Regions from separate parts of the Macaca mulatta genome. Here region 2 is linked to region 1. A link is a contact called in public Hi-C data. All regions are on one chromosome and are shown on one strand. Each heading gives the region's core, a stretch centred on a gene start, on an enhancer-like site or on the middle of the called end of the contact. The rest is flanking DNA. Distances are from core to core; before and after follow the strand shown. Region 1 holds the start of HECTD3 (HECT domain E3 ubiquitin protein ligase 3). Region 2 holds the start of PTCH2 (patched 2).

Region 1 (3,891 bases), core at 850-3,349:
TTCGGATACCTCCTGCCTCAGGCCTTCAGAGACTGCTGGAGTCTCACTCAAACTTAGGCTTCCAAGCTGGGCTAGGCTTGGAACACACCCTACTTCCCTCCCCAGGCCAGTGTGCTCACTCGTCAATGCTCACGTCACTCAGCTTCTTCAGGTTGTCCCCTTCGCCCCCATAGACCACCACCCGCTTTGGCATAAAGTTGTCATCTGTGGTATCTACTGTAAGTAGCAGCTTCCTGAAAGGTCAGAGTGTGAACATGAGTCTTTGTGAACCCACAGGAATGTGGCTCACCCATCCTGTCCTGCCCAGAGCCTACTTACTTGACAATGGTGCCCTTCTTCATGGTAAGCCGTACCCAGTGCTGGCACTGGGACCCATCGCTCTCCCAGTAGGTATCGGCATTGCTGTCTGTCAGGCAGGATACATTGAACTCCTCCTGGGGAGGGGCAGAGAGGTGGAGTCAGTAGTTACCCTCCCTCGCTGAGCTGGGCTTGTGCTCTGGACCAGGAGGACCAGAGAGAAAGCAGAGTGAAGCTGGGCTAACAGGCAACTGGTATGGGATAGGGGGCCGCTGGGTATGTAGGGGTTCCTACAGACTTCCAAGATAGGGAGCTGAAGTGAGTGTGGCCCGTGGGGACCCTGTTTTGGTCCTGGCCTGGAGGTGGGGGTTCTTTCTGGATCTAGCCTTGAGGGGTGTGACTATATCTTGCCTGGGGTGGGAGGAGCCCCAGCACCCACCGTGTAGGAGGAAACGTCTATGCTCTCCACATACTGCTTCACGCTACCCAGGTTCTCATCCTCCTTGCCCAGGTGGTCATACAAGAAGTGGATCAGGTCCTCGTCGCACTCGTAGGTCCATGTCGGGGGTACATAGCTAAGCAACCCCAAGCCCCTAATTAGACTGGGCCCAGACGCAGAGCTCCTTCCTCCCCACCCCATTCCAGCTCACTCACAGTAGCCTTTGTACAGCTTCTGCGTATGCCTCTGCTGGCTGAGGTCTCGATCCCAGGCGATGTGAGTATGTCAGGTCCACCACCTGTTCCCACCTGTGGGCACAGAGTAGGGAGTGGGAAAGGGAGACATCAGCGGGCAGCAGGACACTACCTCCATGCCGTGTAGCCTTCTCCTGGGCTCTATCTCCCGGTCTCCAGACGCCCCACCCGAGCCCCCTTCATGTCCCGCCCCTTCCTGTTCTTAACCCTGCCTCCACTCCAGTATCCCACCCACCCCAGGGTGCGGCTGAAGTGTTCCCAAGCCGTCCTGGCCTGGCCTTCGGACAGCAAGCCCCGCTCCTTCAAGTGCAGGACCTGAGCACCGGCCGATAATCCACGCCAAAGAGCTGCTGCTGCCGCTGGAGGTGGTTGGGAGTGTCGATGGGTACCAGGCGGGCTCCGCCCTCCGCCGGGCGGCACACCAGCAGCCAGCCTTCCTGCAGCCCGCAGTCGCCCAGGTGCTCTGCCAGCTGCTCCTGCCGGGACGCGCCGGATGGGGACAGCCGTCAGGGAACTGCCCAGCCGCCTGTCCTACCCAGCCCAGGGCAAAGGGCACCGAACGCAATGCCAACTCAATACAGGGGAGGAAAGGGAAACAGCCAGAGGTTTCTCTGGCCCCGGGGGTCTTTTACCTGGTCCTGGGTGGGGAAGAGCTCACCTTTGTCAGCTTCACCCAGAGCCCGTGGCCGTTGCACAGCTCCTCGCCCGTGGTGCGCACGCAGGCGCCGCGCCGGAGCTCGATGCTGTCGCGGGCGGCGCGGAGGGGCCCGGAGCCGGTTCCGGGGGCTGGGCCTGCGGCGCCCACACGCAACCCCAGGCCCTCTGCCTCCCACACGGGCAGGAGCACGCGCGACGGTCCTGCCGGGTCCTTGTAAAGCTTGTAGAGCACCTCTTGCGGCACGAAAGCCAGCGCTGCCGGCAGCGGCCGCCCAGCGCGGAGGCTCCGCGCTGCCTCCGCCAAGAAGCGCACGCGGCCCAGCAGCTGCCGCGGGGACTCCAGCACCGCGCCCGGGCCAGGACCCGCCATGGCTAAGTGGCGGAGGTGAGCGCCTAAGGGCGATCCTACCCGGTGAACAGCTGGCGCGACCGCGGACGGAGCTTCCCACCACGCCCTGCCCCGCCTTTGGCCAGCCTTCGCCGTATGTTCTGGACTAAGCGCACCCAGCGCTCACCGTATTGCACTGTGTACTCCTACACCCAATCATATTACCTACCTCTGTGCCACCCTAACCCAGCCGACCAAACCCAAGATTGGTGATTTCTACCTGATCAATCTCCTTCTCTCCATTTCCTTGCTACTACCATTTTATCTCTACTGCTACTACCCTCATTCAATAACCGTTCTATCTGGCCTGGATCATTGCCAACATTTTTCTGGTTCTTCGGCCTGCTCTTTTTCCTCCCACTCCCAACGAATTTGCTGGACTCCCTATCCTTTTTTTTTTTTTTTTTTTTTTTTTTTTTGAGACGGAGTCTTGCTCTGTCGCCCAGGCTGGAGTGCAGTGGCCTGATCTCGGCTCACTACAAGCTCCGCCTCCCGGGTTCACGCCATTCTCCTGCCTCAGCCTCCCGAGTAGCTGGGACTACAGGCGCCCGCCACCTCGCCCGGCTAGTTTTTTGTATTTTTTAGTAGAGACGGGGTTTCACTGTGTTAGCCAGGATGGTCTCGATCTCCCGACCTCATGATCCGCCCGTCTCGGCCTCCCAAAGTGCTGGGATTACAGGCTTGAGCCACCGCGCCCGGCCGACTCCCTATCCTATAGGTGGTGTGACTAAAATGTTTGAGACAATGGCTCCTTCCCCTGCCACTGACAGGAGTCTTGAGTCATTCGGGTTCTGTTTGTCACTCCTAATCCCAAGGACACTGGTAATCGTTATTCATTTTAATGTGATTACTGATTTCTGTTTTCCCAGTCTTATAGCTTCTTAAAGACCGGGGCTGTCTTGAGCAGAGCTAACCTCTACACCTACTGTAGGTCCAGGCTCTTAGTAGGTAATGTAAGTATATGACGATTTCAGTTTCCTGAGCAGCCTGGTTCCATCATCCTCAGTATGCCTGGCTGAATAAGACTATTAGAATCATGAGTGGGACTTGAGCCAAGCCTCCGGATACCCAGACCGTCAGATGAGAACAAATTCCTCATGTCACCGTAACATACAGTTACAGCGGAGTTCTCTTTTCAGCGTTTGTTGTTGCGTCGCTACAGCGGACTTTACGGTGAAAAAAGGTAGGGGTCCTACGGGCAGCAGCCAGGGCAGCCCTGGAGCTGTCGCGGGAGTCTGATCATGTGATCTTCAACATGGCGACGCCCTTGATTCCCTACAGAAAGGGGCGGAGCCTGGACGGGGTGGGGGCAGGCTCACATTCAGGTTAACTTGCGAATTGAGCTCGCAGTTACAGACAGCTGACCATGGAAGCGAACGGGTTGGGGTGAGTTCTCCAGAGCACGCGGTGTGGCTAGTTGAGCTTCTGAGTCTTCCAACTCAGGACTCTATCCCTGTACTCCCCTTTCCCCACCTTGGAGATCTCTCAACCTGGACTCTGTTAGCTGGGATCCTGAATCCTAAAACCATGGATTTTTGAGACGTTCATCCCAGGGGCCTTAATTCAAGGGATGCCTCAGGATTTCCAACCAGGATCTCTATTCTGGGACCATCAACTCTCATCCCTCTTTATCCCCCAGCCTGGGGATCTCTCAGCCTCTGAACCAGCCCAGTGACATTCCCGTTTCTGAGACTCCGTAGTCCGAAGACCCCCAAACTATCCTTCCTGGGCCTTATTTCCTCCCCCTAGTCCCTCTAGTTGCTTCGAGCTTGGGAGAGTAGGGACTAAGTGGAGGGAAGAGGCCCCAGGGCGGGCCCTTCTAGAGTTTGTGCACCACCTGATAGGCAGAGAGGCGG
Region 2 (3,796 bases), core at 338-2,837, 180 kb before region 1:
GCTGGCCCGAGACGCACAGCAGGGTTCGAGGTGGCGACTGCAGTGCCCGGGAGGCGGCTGGAGCTTCAGAAAAGGGAGCTGGCCGGGGCGACGCCCTCCCATTGGCTGAGGGGCCCGCAAATTACCCTAGCCGTGCGGCCGGGCCCGCTGCTAGGTAACGGCGCCGCAGGGGGCGGGGCAGGAGACCACCCAGGCTGGGCCACCCTGCGCCTCCCTCCCGCCCGCGGGGCCACAGGGAGGAGGAGGGAGGGAGATCCCGGAGAGGCGCAGCGCTGCCAAGTGTAAGTCCAGAGGCTGACGCTAAGAAAGGGCGTTTGCGGGCTCTGTTAGGGCTACACTTTTTTTTTTTTTTTTTTAAGACGGGGTCTCACTCTGTCACCTAAGCTGGAGTGCCGTGGCTCCATCTCGGCTTGCAGCCTCCGCCTTCCAGGCTCAAGCCATCCTCCCACCTCAGCCTCCCAAGTAGCTGGGACCACAGGCATGCACCACCACGCCCTGCTTTTTGTATTTTTGGTGGAGAACAGGTTTCCGCCATGTTGCCCAGGCTGGTCTCAAACTCCCGAGCTCAGACTATCAGCCCACCTCAGCCTCTCGAAGTGCTGGGATGACAAGCGTGAGCCACCGCGCCTGGCCTAGGACCACACTTTCTTTTTCTTTCTTTTGTCTTCAGGCTTAATTCACTTTATTTTTCTTGTATAAAAACCCTGTGTTGTAGCCACAGCTGGAGCCTGGATCCTGTGCACGGAGACTCTGGTGTGGGTCTTGACGAGGTGGTCAGTGAATCGTGATAGGGAGTCTTGGTGAATACAGTCTCCTTCCAGAGGTCGGGGGTGAGGTAGCTGTAGGTCTTAGAGATGGCATCAAAGCGCGTAGGGCCACACTTTCTTTCCGACCCAATCAAAGCCCAAGATTTCTGTTCACTCTTCCTGGCCTCCATTCTTGCCCTCTTCAGTCCACTCTCTCCACTGAGACCAGAGTCATTTCTCTAACATGCAAATCTGATAGCTCCAAAGCACAAGGCCCACTTGGAGCACAGGGCCCTGTGTGATCTAGCTAGCTAAAGCCTCCTCTCCCATAGTTCCCTCACATCAGTGTTCCCTCGTTCCTACCTTTGCACATGTTTTGGCCCTTTTGTCTTGGCAGATAATCTTCAAAAAACTGAACTTGAATCACTGCTCCCCTCCCCCCCCCTTTTTTTTCTGAGGCAGGATCTCCCTCTGTTGCCCAGGTAGGAGTGCAGTGGCGCCTTTACAGCACACTGCAGCCTTGAGCTCCCAGTCTCAAGGGATCCTCCCATCTCAGCCTCCCAAACGGCTGGGACTATAGGTGTGCACCACCACACCGGCTAATTTTTATAATTTTGTATAGACAGGGTTTCGCCATGTTGCCCAGGTTGGTCTCGAACTCCTGGGCTCACGTCATTTTCCCACCTGGGCCTTCCAAAGTGCTGGAATTATAGGCGTGAGCCACTGTACCCAGCCTACACCCTCTTTGAAACCTTCCTTGATTCATGTCTCTCTCCTGGCAGATAATTGCTTATTTGTGCTCTCTATAACAACTCAATTTATATATGTATAATTGCATTTATGACAAAATAACTTATGTACTTGAAAGTCTGCCTTCTTCACCAGACAATAAATAGGTGCTTAATAATTGTTGAGTGAGTCACTAAGAGTTGCAGAATTCAGGGTGTAAAGGATTGGAAACAGGGAAGAATAGAGGCAATAGTCCCTCTATTAAACTTTCAACTATCCTATTTGAGTGTGCTGTTTCTATTGGGTTCCTGACTGATAAACCCCAAGTGGCAGAGTTGGGTAAAATCAATATTCCAATATGTAAAGTTTGGGAAAGAGAAAAATAATCTACAAGAAACTCATTTTTCTAACACAACTACTATTATCTCTGGCCAATTTCTTGGTCAGTTCTCCCAGACTTTAAAAAAAAATCATTACATCATAAATATTTCATGTTACTACATAGTTTTTTTTTTTTTTTTTGAGACAGAGTCTTGCTCTGTCACCCAGGCTGGAGTGCAGTGGCCGGATCTCAGCTCACTGCAAGCTCCGCCTCCTGGGTTTACGCCATTCTCCTGCCTCAGCCTCCCAAGTAACTGGGACTACAGGGGCCCGCCACCTCGCCCAACTAGTTTTTTGTATTTTTTTTAGTAGAGACGGGGTTTCACCGTGTTAGCCAGGATGGTCTTGATCTCCTGACCTCGTGATCCGCCCGTCTCGGCCTCCCAAAGTGCTGGGATTACAGGCTTGAGCCACCGCGCCCGGCCACTACATAGTTTTTGTAATCAATCATTTGGAGAATATCCTCAGGACAGATTCCCAGAAGTGGTGTTGTTTGGGTCAAAGAGTATGTACATTTTTATGGCTCTTGCTACACACTGCTCAACTGATTTTTGAAAGCTTGTGCTAATTAACATCATCTCTAGCACCTCAGTCCTGGGGAAGAGGAACATTTAGGTTGAGGCGGTGAACACCTAAGGGGTTTGCCATTTCCATTTGTCCATTCACCCAGAAAAATGCCTATGGAGGAACTAATATATGTATGATGCTATTGGCCAAATAGTAACTGCACATGAAAAGCAGCCTACCTGAATAGTACTTTCTTCTCCCTGTTATACAGTGTGTCCTGCTGAGGATAAAGTGGCATGGTAGCTCACACTTGTAATCCCAGCACTTTGGGAGGCTGAGGCGGGAGGATTGCTTGAGGCCGGGAGTTCAAGCCCTGGCAACATAGTGAGACCTCATCTCTACAAAAAAATAAAAAATTAGCTGGGTGTGGTGGAGCACACCTGTAGTCCCAGCTACTTGGGAGGCTCAGGCAGGAGGGTTGATTGAATCCAGAAGGTAGAGGCTGCAGCGAGCTGTGATTGTGCCATTGCACTCCAGCCTGGGCGACAGAGTGAGACCCTGCCTCAAAAAACAATAATAATGATAACATAAAAAATTTAAGGTTAAAAAAAAAGTGTATCCCTAGCAAGTCTCTGAAATAGAAACAGCTAGAAAGAGCCTAGCAAGTCTCTGAAATAGAAACTAAACGACACTTAGTCTGTATGGGCTCCTAGTTTGCTCTTGGGGCAACAGCTGAAGACAGGGAGAAGCCTGGAATCAGCACTGGTTGTCATCAGGAGTGCAACTCCTGATGCTATGCTTTAAGTAGCTCTTGATCTCCTTCCTTTTTTACCAGACTCTGCAAGACATAAGGTCCTTGGAGAAATAGATTTGTAACCACTTGGGCCTTGGGACTCTGCTTTCATCATAGGCCCATCACTGCTAACAATTGTGGCAAAGTTGATCATTCTATGGATGCTTTCAAGGCAAAGTCTGTTATTAAGGAAACCTCTTGCCTTATAGTTGAAAGACTAGGGTGGGAGAAATGGGTCTACAGTTTCCAGCCTTTCCAACCTAGGGCCTAGTGCTGTCTGGCTGCTCCAAGCTACAAAATGACTTCTCTTCTCCCAAACAAAATGGTTTCCTGAGCCCAGCTAAGCCTAAACTAGACATATTCTCCAAATAACAGGAGAAAAGCAATCTAATTAAATCTCATTACTGACTCATGAGACAAACGTGTCTTGGGATCTCTTTTTAAAATTTTTTTAATGAGACAGGGTCTCACTCTGTCACCCAGGCTGCAGTGCAGTGGCACGATCTTGGTGCACTGCCACCTCCACCACCCAGGCTCAAGTGATCCTCCCATCTCAGCCTCCCAAGTAGCTGGGACCACAGGCACGTGACACCATGCCTAGCTAATTTTTTGTATTTTAGTAAAGACAGAGTTTCACCGT

The links. Hi-C and Micro-C count contacts between places; a contact is called where the count stands out from the background.
Region 2: a Hi-C map of fetal cortex germinal zone shows a contact between it and region 1, with 3 times the contacts expected there. The contact joins the promoter of PTCH2 here to the promoter of HECTD3 in region 1. A contact is called at or near these places in 7 of 14 Hi-C or Micro-C datasets (CD4 T cells, blood, cortical neurons and 4 more).

The regions. Positions count from the first base shown.
Region 1 is chr1:195,614,917-195,618,807 of T2T-MMU8v2.0, reverse strand. It overlaps HECTD3 (HECT domain E3 ubiquitin protein ligase 3), which reads right to left and starts at 2,099. Exons shown (of 21, transcript NM_001257654.1): 1 at 1,649-2,099; 2 at 1,306-1,466; 3 at 952-1,044; 4 at 737-872; 5 at 319-434; 6 at 120-233. The coding sequence starts at 2,017. UROD (uroporphyrinogen decarboxylase) reads left to right here and starts at 3,382. Exons shown (of 9, transcript XM_077959671.1): 1 at 3,382-3,421. The coding sequence starts at 3,402.
Region 2 is chr1:195,791,267-195,795,062 of T2T-MMU8v2.0, reverse strand. It overlaps PTCH2 (patched 2), which reads right to left and starts at 1,587. Exons shown (of 21, transcript XM_077958807.1): 1 at 1-1,587. The coding sequence starts at 102.